Regions from separate parts of the Gossypium arboreum genome. Here region 2 is linked to region 1. Evidence: chromatin contacts called from public Hi-C data. All regions are on one chromosome and are shown on one strand. The core of a region is the stretch at or near the end of the contact, and the rest is flanking DNA. Distances in the headings are between cores, read along the strand shown. Region 1 holds the start of LOC108466600 (probable WRKY transcription factor 51). Region 2 has its middle 18 kb from the start of LOC128289473.

What was found. A called contact is a pair of places that touch in the nucleus more often than the background predicts.
Region 2: a Hi-C map of leaf shows a contact between it and region 1, with 4 times the contacts expected there. The contact joins the enhancer-like site here to the promoter of LOC108466600 in region 1. A contact is called at or near these places in 2 of 5 Hi-C or Micro-C datasets (both in leaf).

The regions. Positions count from the first base shown.
Region 1 is chr2:8,194,468-8,200,448 of ASM2569848v2, forward strand. LOC108466600 (probable WRKY transcription factor 51) reads right to left here and starts at 3,753. Exons shown (of 3, transcript XM_017766987.2): 1 at 3,401-3,753; 2 at 3,151-3,297; 3 at 1-436. The coding sequence starts at 3,681. The coding sequence ends at 232.
Region 2 is chr2:8,259,828-8,265,808 of ASM2569848v2, forward strand. No RefSeq gene overlaps it. Among protein-coding and RNA genes, the nearest start is that of LOC128289473, 18 kb to the left of the region's middle. Within about 2 kb of position 3,229, at least 1 of the 2 cell types and tissues checked has an H3K27ac peak or open chromatin away from gene starts, as enhancers often do. A contact at or near this core is called in leaf, where this site is marked.

The DNA of each region.
Region 1 (5,981 bases), core at 2,503-5,002:
ATGGAAATTACAACCACAACAACAAAGACGACGGATAGTCAATCCACTAGCTTTGGCCCGCCTGTATTTTAACTAAGTCAGCCCGGAAAATGCATAGTGGGAAAATTAGTGTGAACTAAAAAGTAATAGCTCACCATTTTAGGCAACACTATAAGGCAAAGAAGCAGATATATAATTCTAAGGATAATATATTTATATGTATGTATGTATGTATGTATATAAGTTTTCTTTTCATGTAGAAGAAGAAGAAGGAAGAGAAGCTTGAAAGGTCCAAGCATTAGGAGCCATAATGGACATTTGGTTGTAGTAAACCATGGATGGGGTCTCATGATTGTGAACTCCTTCATATGTAGTTACCACATAACTTTGGTCCTTTACGTCCCTTTCTATCCTCTTCTTCACATTGCATCCTACACTTGAACATTTATAATAGTTCCTGCATTAACCAAATTATAGTTGGCACCAAGTCTTTCATTATCGACCATTAAAACAATCCAAAACATACACATACATGTAAATATATATATATATATATATATATACACCTTCCCATAAGTTCTACCCTTATTGTCTATACTTAAAAATGGGACTCAAAACTTTCAAAATAGAATCTCAAGAATATAATTTCTATGCTTTTAGTGTCTAATTGAAGTTTTTATATGAAGCCAAGTGCCAAATAAAAGTATATGCCTCCATGCTAATGATCATCAGCATCTATATAAATTAGTGGTAATTTTATATACTTTTATATTTAGGTAAACTATAATTTTTTCTCTTCTAGTCACTTAATTATAAAAAGTTAAAACATGACTATTCAACTATTTAATTTTGTGTTCTTCTTTTTACACTAGCTGAATAATGTAAAATGAAAATACACAAAATCCAAGAAAGTTTAGTGACAAAAAGACAAAATTTAATAATTGAGTAATCATTTTATAACTTTTCATAGATAAGTCATAAAAAAACCCTAATTAAATAACTACTAATACAATTTACTCTTTTATCTTTTGACACATAGATAATAATTATTTTAAAATTATCTAATATATATCTATATATCCTGACCTGAATAAAATAAAAGGAGAATAAGAATCTATATTCATTATTTTAATGCATAACTTAATGGATTGATTGGTATTGCAATTTTTAAAACTAGTGTTTAATACATTATGAGTGAAAAGTTCTTATGTACTAATTTCTTAATACTTTTAATTTTTTACTACACCTCATATGAGATAAATGTCACCATTTCAACTCTATTTCTAAAATTTTCACTCACAATAGATTAAATAAGTATTCGGTTTTAAACACAAAACTTTTCAACTCCATTGTATAAATATTTTTTTTTCAAAAACTCAAATTGAATTGGTCAGTTAGATCGAAAATTGTTAGGGATTCGAAAGATGCTTTTGAATAGGTTAGATCAGGAACTGATACGAACCGGCTAAGAGTCGATTGAACCCTCTAAAAACCAATAGAACCGACGATCAGACTAGTTGAACTGGAGTTTTATAAATTTTAAATTTTTAATAATTTTCTAATCAAATCGATTCGACTGACAAATCGATAATTTGACGGATTCGACTACCAATCTAGTTTTAAAAACATTAACAATTTCTATAATTGAAATTTCTAAACTTATAAAAAATTTAAAACAAATCCAACATAGCAATAGTATAAATGTTGATATAGATTAATTTAGTATATATTTGGGTAGTAGTAATTGTTTATTACTTATATGCTCATATAAAGAATTCATGTGAACCACAAGTTGAATAACTTAATAAACAATTGCATCTATAAATACAATGGAAGTGTTGACATATTGACTTAAACATTTTTTAATTAAGCCATCAACTTAAAATTTTGAAGTTTAACAAGTTCAAAAACACGATTACAAGAACATCTAAATTAATAATCCAATGATAAATATATATATATATTATCTTCTACTCTAATAAGATATTATATACTTATATTGAGGTATGATTTATTTAAGTTAATTGAAATTCAATATAAAATTTATTACCATTCTATTTATAATATATATTTGAACAAACATAATATATATAAAATGAGAAGCAAAACCAGATAACAAAGAAATTAAACTGGGGGAAACTTTGATTGTAGCAAAGCAATTATTTTGCTTTTATGTGGTCCAGATTAAGCCTTTAAATTTTGATAAAAGCTGTCGAGTAGTCTTTTCACAGCTTCCATGGTTGTCTATGGCTGCCTTAGCCAGCCGCTATACTCCTCCCCCAATAAAAACTATGTTCAAAATAACCTAAGGATATAATTAAGCCATGCAAAGTTAATTAATTAATAAAGTGCCTAAACCCAACTCCTTTCTGTCTTTCTCTTTGTCCATATATAAACATGCATGTTCCTAAATTAAAATCTAATTGCGGCTAAAGAATAAAGATAGATAATACAGTAGCTGCTACTACTGTGGGTGTGATTTGTGAGCACGTGATGATGATAACGCAGCAGCCCACAGTGTTTGTACGTGGATTGATCGGTGGTGCCTCTTGCACTTGCAGTCTACTTCAACTATGAAGGCTATTGGCGAAATATATAATTAGGCTGATGGGGCAATATTTTTCCCACTTTTTTGCCCCACTTTTTGGATATAGTTCACTACTATCCTATTCCATATAGGATGTGATGGGTATTGGTTCATCCCTTTGTGTGCAAAACTATATGATTATTGTGGGAAATATCAAGAAAAATAAATGAGAAAGGCATTGAAATGGTATACTAATTATTAACCCTATTGCTGCAATGATTGAAAATTATAAACTGGTAGAATAATATATATATATATCATAAGCCCACATGCTGCTTCAGTTTTATGATTTAAAAAAAAAAATCCAAATTCATTGTTTTGAGACATTGGGTTTTTTGTTTTTTGTTTTTCATAGTTGAATATAATTATTTCTATATCATCACGAGGACGAAGATGAAGTTAATTTATCAAGTTGGAAGTATATATGTATATATAATATAAAACACCATAGATATGTGTACAAAGTTATGGGGTCCCGCGGCTCAATATTGAAAACCATGAGTGGTTCCAATATCGGTGAAACCAGTTTTTCATGCAATATAACAACATCAACCCAAAAAGATTAAAATAATAATAATAATTACCTTGGATTGGGGTTGTCCTTGATGGATTTTTTCCCATATTTCCTCCATTTGTATCCATCATCGATCACCTCCATCTCTGATTTCATTCTAAACGCAACTCGAACCCCCAGTTCCGATTTGTTTTTCCCCACTCCATTTTTGCATTTTCTGCAAAAAAAATAAAATTCAACCTATTAAGTAAAAAAAAGAAGAAGAAGAAGAAGAAAAATTTCCATTGAGGGAAGTTAAAGATATATATAATATCACTTGCATGTTACAATTTTTTGATGTTGCACCACTAAGTTCAGTAGCTGCAGCCATGCCTTTCTCCGACGACAGCATACTCTGCGACGATGTATCGTCGTCGAAGATACTGCCGTCAAGAAGGAGATAATCGGAGACCTCAAAATCGGGCATGGGATTGACGCTTTCAGGGAAGAAAGTGTAAATAGGGTTAGAGTTAGGGTTTTGATGAGAAAAGTCCATTTTTAAGGAAAATCTGGACTTTTGGTCTTTGATAGAGTTTTGTAGAGAAGGAAGCTTGTTATGCATAGCTGCAATCCATTTTATACTTTTTTTATTTTTATTTTTTTAGATATCTAAAATAACAAATTTTATCCCTTTATTATTATTTTTTCCTTCTAATTTTAAAATTTATGAGCAGATGCTTCATGGTTATTTCCTGGAGCTATGCAGCGAAGATTCTTCAGTGGTGCCACGTGTTGGGAAGGGCCTAGTGAAGTCATATAGGTGACGTAAGGCCTTAACTTTATTGCATTCGAATATGGGACCACTTGTACTGTGAGGGAACCATTGTTTTTGGTCGGCGGAAACCATTGTTTTGGGAGAGACACTTTAGTCTGTAAGATGATTACACCATAAATTTTTATCTACATTTTACGTGGCGCTTACTAACTGGATTAATTTAATCTTTGATCAAGAATAACATTTATCTCCAATGAATAATTGCTTAATTAGCTTATCAAACATTTTAACAACTTCTCTTATAAAATTCCTCTAATTAAATCGGTAATGAAAATCAATACAGAAAAACATTAAAAAACAAAAAATATATAATAAATGCATTCGTTTTTTTTTTTAGATATCTATTGAAGTGAGTCCAATAATTAACCATTCACATTTAGCAGGCCCATTAAATGGGTAGATGCTAGCCACTAGTTTTAAAATTACTTCATATCTAGGGCGAAGATTGAATTCTCAACCATTGATTAAGGTAAGAGAGAATGCATTTATGTTTTTGAATTAATATATGCATTTTTTTTCTTGGCAGAAAAATATAAATATCAATTACAAAGATAAATTAGTGTCATTACAGATGAGTTGACCTGAAACATCCCAAGCCTAAGTCCGATCGCCGGTTTAGGCTATAAGGTGTTAATTGAGCTAAACATTTAATTTTTCATTCACAAAATTAAAAATAAAAGCAGAAATTTAGCTGAATACATATTGAACCTTGAGTTATAAATGACATTTTCATATAGCCAAAATATTTACAATTACAAAACATATTCGTCAACAGCCTAATCTCTATACATGCCATATCGAGTCCAAAATATAACTGTACTAAAAAGATCGATAGTATGAAGAACTGCTGACGATCCCCGAGTCGGCGGCTAGAGTCAACAATCTATAAAACAGAGAAATAAGAATTTGAGTAAGCTTTCGAGGCTTAGTAAGTTTTAAGCAATTTATACTATTAAAGCTTGTCATTAAAATTGAACATTGAGAATCACAAAACTTGTATTCTAATTGTAATTCACTTGACCAAATATACACCAAGACATTAGTTACAAAACCCATTGGTGAATATATATGTATGTATACACAAGAAACTCCTTGCACATATTTCACTATTTACAAAGATTATACTAATACCTTTAATTACGTTCTTTCATATGATGACTTACAATAACCAATTGTATTGTTTTCTTATCATCAAATACCGAATTGATTCACACACACACACACACACACATATATATATATATATATCGTTCTTTGATATTAGTAAATCACTTAGAAATCAATTCAAATATGAGCACATAACACGAACCTTAACGTGTAAACTATATAATACTTACGCAACGATGTTTACCACTGACATTCGAAGTCACAATCTTACTTAACTTACTGGCATCGGTTCTGTCAAATCTTAGAGCTCGGAATACATTACTAGCATAAGCTTGCGGGTCTTTAACCCGGATATTTTTCCAGCACGTAGCCTGCGGACCTCAAGTCCGAATATATTTCTAGCATATAGCCTGCGGATCTCATGTCCGGATATTTTTCCAGCATATAGCCTGCGGACCTCATGTCCGGATATATTTCCAATCTCATATATATTTGATCATATTTTAACACATCTCAGTCATCTTATCACTTAATAATCGTATATTACATTCGAATATAAACTCGATACGCACATCATCATTCACATTTCAGCTCAATGGTTATATCTCATATCACTCATTCTCTGCACCATTTAATCTTAAATTCAAAGTGATCATCAAACTATAAGTCATATACATGCATTATCTATTATACATCTTAATTCAAGTGCAAGCCAAAGATCACAATTTACCTACTATACTCTTATAATGGCATCGTCAATTATATACTAAAGGAAACTACTTAAGACTTACCTCGGATATTTTGAACAGTTGTGGGTAATCTACTCGACTGCTTTCTCCTTTCCCTTATCTGATTTAGACCCTCTTACCTCTTGAGCTTGATTCAAACAAATAGATCTATTTAATTTCTTATCAATTTAACAATTCGATTTAATACATGTATGTCGTGCCATTAAGTACAAATGATTTTATTAACTACCT
Region 2 (5,981 bases), core at 1,979-4,478, 65 kb after region 1:
GTTTTTTTTTTAGCTTTTGGTAAATTTGTATCCTAACAATTTTTGGTTTCTTCCTAACATTTTGAGTCTAGATCATAAAATAAGTTTAGATGGATCTTTTGATTCTCTTTGAAGTGGTCTCTTATAAGCCCAAATTAGAGTACTATAGCTTAAGATATAATTGAAATATTAAAGCATTATCAACTAGAAATTCAATAGTCGGACAATTAAAGAATCGAGTTTCATTTAGAAAGGCAATGAAAAAGACTATTGAATTAATTGAGCAAGTGGATACAAAAGACTATTCAAACTATCTATGGGGTATTAGGAATCAAAATTTGAATATATATAGATGAAAAATAATAAGAATAAGAATTCGTAAAAATTTGACAAAATTAATCTTTAAGCTCACTTTTCTCCGATCCTTTCACCTAATACATGAAAAATAAAAAATTATATTATATTAGAATTTTAGGCATACAATAAAAATGTGTCACTTTATATTTTTAAAAGAATTTATAATTAATCTCATACACTTTCTAACAATAGATCAATTCACTTTAATAATATTGTAATCCTAACTAGTGTTGATTAATTAAATAAAATTAATGTCAAAGAAATTAAATAAAATTAACAAATAATAATAGTAATGCAAGGTTTATGTTTTTTTCTGTTCAACTAGATTTATAATTTATGGTATGGTGGGCTCAAATTTAGAATTTTAAAATTTATGATTTTAAGGAAAATGTTAGATCTAAATTTAAGGTCTAAAGGGTCTAGGTTTTGGTGTTTTTTAGTCTAAAAGTTTAAGGTTTTAGAAATTTATAAAAAAAAACTAAATTTATTAATTTTGGAGTTAAAAATAGTCATAAGAGTTCTATTTTTGCAAGAAAATAGTAATGAGAGTTAATTTGATTTTTTATATATTATATTAGTCATGCATTTTAAATAAAATATAATGTCACATATTATTATTGAGTGTTAAAAAATCAATTTTAAAATCAACCAAACTCAAAATAAAATATAAAATAAAATAATAATAATATTAAATAGCATAATTCAAAAAAATATCAAAAATAAATTGGAATTCATCCACATATAAATTATTTTAATTTTACTCTCTCCGACTCATCGTTTTCTTTGTTTTAAAATACTAAAAGAGACAAGCTAGAAATACATGTAATAAGATTTTATATGTGGAGTCAAATTTATGCTAAATCAAACTGCATTATCTAACAAATTAAATAAATATATTTCTCAAAATCCTGGCATGATAATTCTAGTCGTGTTAAATTTTCAAACTTTACCCTATTAAAGAAGCACAATAATTTGTAGTCCCAGATGCATGCACAGAGACTTCAATTTTTATAAGTCACGAAATCGTTTCTTTGTTACAGTGAGTGGGACAGCTTTTACCATAACAGGCTTCCCAATTTTATCTGGAAATCAATCAATAGATGAGAAATGGGATTTTATAGGAGTGATAAAGGACATTTTCGTACCTACTCAAATTCCCAAGGAACTCTGCCATTCGACCTTTTCCCCATGTTGAAGGTTCAAACTTTATAAACGTTGCCAGCTTGATTTTCGGTAAAACTATGATATATCCTTGTTTTCACCGTTAAAAAAAATTATTAAATTAGTTTTTATATGTTAAATTTAAAAATTAATTGGGCTTTCTATTAAAAAATTATTTATTTTACTGTTAAAAATAAGCCTTAATATCAAGGGTGAAGTCAGAATTTCTTTTAAGAGGGTCGGAATTAAATTATATATTTTATGTAGTAAAATGTAATTTTATTATTTTAATAATTTATATTTTTATAATTTTTAAAGAATTAAATCAAAATTTATCATTTTTGGTGCCAAAGTATAATATTTTCATTATTAATTTAAAATTTTATAAATTATAAAAGAGACCTAAATAGAAAATTTTTCATTTTAGGAGGAGTCAGGCCCCTGCCAACCCCCTAGCTCTGCCCCTGCCTAATATGTCAATATGAGATACACATGATATGCCATCTGTCACAGTTTACTTATTTTGCTAACCATACTAATTGCTAACAGTAAAAATAGGTGACCTTTTAATGAAAAAGATCAAATTGCTCTATTTTTTAAATAAAAAGATAAAATAAAATTTAACTTATAGCACAAGAACCTCCATAATAGTTTTATCTCTATTTTTTCATGGATAATTATTATAAACAAATTATAAATGAAGGTGTTAAATAGATTTACTAATTTGTTTGAGCCTTAATGAATGATAAGTTTTAGGCATCTATTGTTGTATACTCACTTTCCTATTATAGCTGTGACACTCTTTGTATATATAAATGTTCTCCTATTGTCCTATCTTAAATAGATTGTTAATTTGTTGCTTCTGAATTTTGGGTTTGAATCTGGGGTTGCATTGTTATAGGTGTATTTGCTCATGCTGTTTACATTTATTGCCCTGCATGTATATGATTTAACCATCTTTCATCTTTGTAAAAGGAAGTAATGGCTGGCCACTGATGGCATATGGAAGTATTTTAAAATGGTATAATGTTAAATTTAATCATCAATATTTATTTTTTTGTCAATTTAGCTCTTATTTTTTCAAAAATAGTCAAAACGTCTTTTTAACGAAAATTTTGACTAAAAATATTAATTTCTTTAACGATGTTGGTTAAGCAACCCGCATGATGGTTCACATCAACGAATGATTTAAAAATTATAAAAATATTCAAAAGAATTAAAAATAAAATTATATAAAAATGTTCATAAAATTCAAAAACAAAAAGCATGAAATACAAAAGGATTATCATGTGGATTTTCTTATTCAAAATTTTAATATTTTGACTAGTAGTTATGCTAAAAAATAATTTAATTTTTTAAAAAAAAGTGATTGTCAAATTCGATTTTATTTTTAAAAGAAATTGTCAAATAAGACCAAACCTTAAGAAATAGATTTCGGCCCTATACTAAATCCAGATCGTATAATTAGGATTCAAGTCTTGTATAAAGATATAAATAAATAAAACGTTGGATGAACTGTTTGTGAATACATCTATTCACATTTTATTTATTTGTGGAATCAAATTTTACAAAATAAATAAATACATTTTCCAGGAAAAAAAAATAGACTCAAAAAAGTATCAACAGTTTCTATTGGTGAATGAATGAATGAATTGCAGTCCGAGATGCATGCACGGAGGAAAGTTTGAAATTGTACCAAAACAGGGTTGCCAATTTATCCGGGATCTACACGTGTGAAATGAGAATTCATGGTCATCAAATGTGAGTTATAAGGACATTTTTGTCTACTGCCCAAAATTCAAGGAAACACTGTCATTTTCATCTCTCTTTTCCGCTCAAACTTTCTGATTATGTCAACTCATTTCTATAGGAATTTAGTATTTTATTTTTAGTTTTAAATATATAAATTCAATTATTAATATGTTAATTCTTTTATTAAATTTGCATTTATTAAAATAATTTTTGTTAAATGAATTCATTTTCAAAATATTACATTAGTCTGTTTAATTAAAAATATTAAAATATTAAAATTAAATTTAAATTTTAAAATAAAAATATAGGATAGTTAGAAACATGAACTTGATTTTTAAATATTTTAAATTGATCAAAATTTAAAAATAATGATTACAAATGAATACCTTAACGTAAAATATGTATATATAGATATTTTATCACAAAAGTTTTATATATATAAGAAGAGTAGAATGATTAAAAGTAAACCCTTTTTTCTAACATGTGAAATGAAAAAGAAAAACGAGAGACCCCATGTGCATCAAAGAAAGGTCTTTCAACCTTCCTTTTTATATATAGATAAAATATTTTCTTAATAAAATTGTTGGAAATTATAGATTGTAAATTAATTATTTATGAGTACTGTTCAAATTAAAAGTGATGATTTATCATCTTACGGATTTAATTATTCATAAACACTATTTAAATTAAAAGTGATTATTTATCATCCAATGGATAAATTTTCATGGGACATGTTTCTCCCAAGAAGTATGTCCAATATGAAAGGTTGTGGCTCTTCAAATTTGTATTCATTGAGTGCATATAAATAGAGACATTATGGTGCTAACAAATTACACAATTACAATCAATCTTATTTTCAGAAACTAGAGTAAGAATTAGGGAATTACTCGATTTTGCTAATCAAAGGAAATTCAAAACTTCGTTGTATCCCGAGAGGACCTTTGTCTTAACCCTCTAGCAACTTTTTGTGGGGGCAAATAGTTCTATTTGGAAAGCGTAATCCGCGCCTTGAAGTCTATTGTTTATTTTCATATAAGTCTCCGATTTTATCGTCCCCACTCAATTATCCAACAATCAAAGAGAACTAAATTGGAGATGGCAACGGAGGCTACTACCAAATTCAAAGTGATGAACCAAGAGTTTGTAAAACTTGATCGATTTGAGGGTTCAAACTTTAATCATTGGAAAGACAAGATGTTGTTCCTTCTTACCGTCTTAAATGTGGCGTACGTTATGGATCCAAACCTACAACCCGTGAAGGATCCCGCTCCCAATGCAAACTCCAAGAAAATTGCGAAAGTGGCTGAACTCAAGAAGAAGCGTGAAGAAGACAATTTCACATGTCGAGGACACATCTTCAACACATTGTCTAATCGATTGTGTGACGCCCCCAAATTCTCGAGGCAACATTCAAGTGTTGACCTGGGTTGGCGATGTATAAATTTATTTTTGGATTGAGTTTTTGTTGGAAATAATTTGGGTGAATTTTGGACCTTTTCTATAATAAATTAAGGATGTTGGGAAGCTTGTGTGAAGTAGGGGGAAGATGAATGGCTAATATGGTGATTTTACCATTTCTGGATAAAAATCTTCTCCCAATTAATGAGAAAAGATAGTTTGGTAGATTGAGGTATGGGATAAATTAGATTTTTCCCTATTTTTCCCTATATTATAATCACCCTATTTTTTTTTTCTTTTTACATCTCTATATTTTTTTTTCTTCTTTTCTCCATCTATATTTTTTTCTTTATCAAGTCTTGTAAAAGAAGAGAGATTTGAGTGAGTTCTCATCAATTTTTTTCATCCTCCAAATCTCAAAGAAGGTAAGAGTCTTGATCTAGTTTTTTTTTTCTTTTAAAAAGTTCCATGGAAGAAAAAAAATATCTATGTTATTCAAGGGTGAAGGTGGAGGTTTTGGGTGTTTGCAAGGGTTTGAGTTCAAGGAAGTCTCTACCCATCTTATCACATTTTATTTATTTATTTATTTAAAATATGTATTTTTACATCCTATCAACTCTTATTTTTGTGGGAAATCTTGTGTGTTACATGCTTATTAGTTAAAAAGGGTGGTGAATCTTCTAAAGCTAAGGGTAAAGGCAAAGTGGTGGAGAGCTAGGCAATAAACTTTGTTGGTGTTCTTCCATCAAGGTGGTAGTACCCTTTAACTCTCCTATACTTCTTGATAAGTTATAAATATGATGCTTGTGTGGTAATGCATGCTTGTTATATGTCTTTGGGTGGAAATCTTGTTTGAATGTTTTAAAATGAAGCTAAAAACTTACTTGTGAAATATGCTAGAAACATATTATTACATGAATAGTAAGTTCAAAAATTCACCATAAATTCTGTAAAAATAATTGAAATGATCTATACATCGTTGTAACCGTGAGTCTGTCTAGTTTTGTTTAGAACAAACGGAGATCAATTTTGGTTTTTATTTTAAAATATATGAATTTTTGAGTGTTGAAAGGTCATAAAAATCTGGCAGCAGAATTCTTATAAAACAGATTTAGCAGTGATTTTGAAAAATCACCAAAACTTTCATAAGATAAAATAGGAAGCGAGCTTTATATCTATATAACTGTACAGATGTCTAGTTTCATTTAAAACAAACGGTGCTCAATTTAAAATTATATATTAAGAGTTATTAATTTTTGAATGAGGAAAGGTCAAAATGTCAAGGTAGCAGACTGTTACATATCTTTAGTTAATATTTTAGCTAGAATGATAAG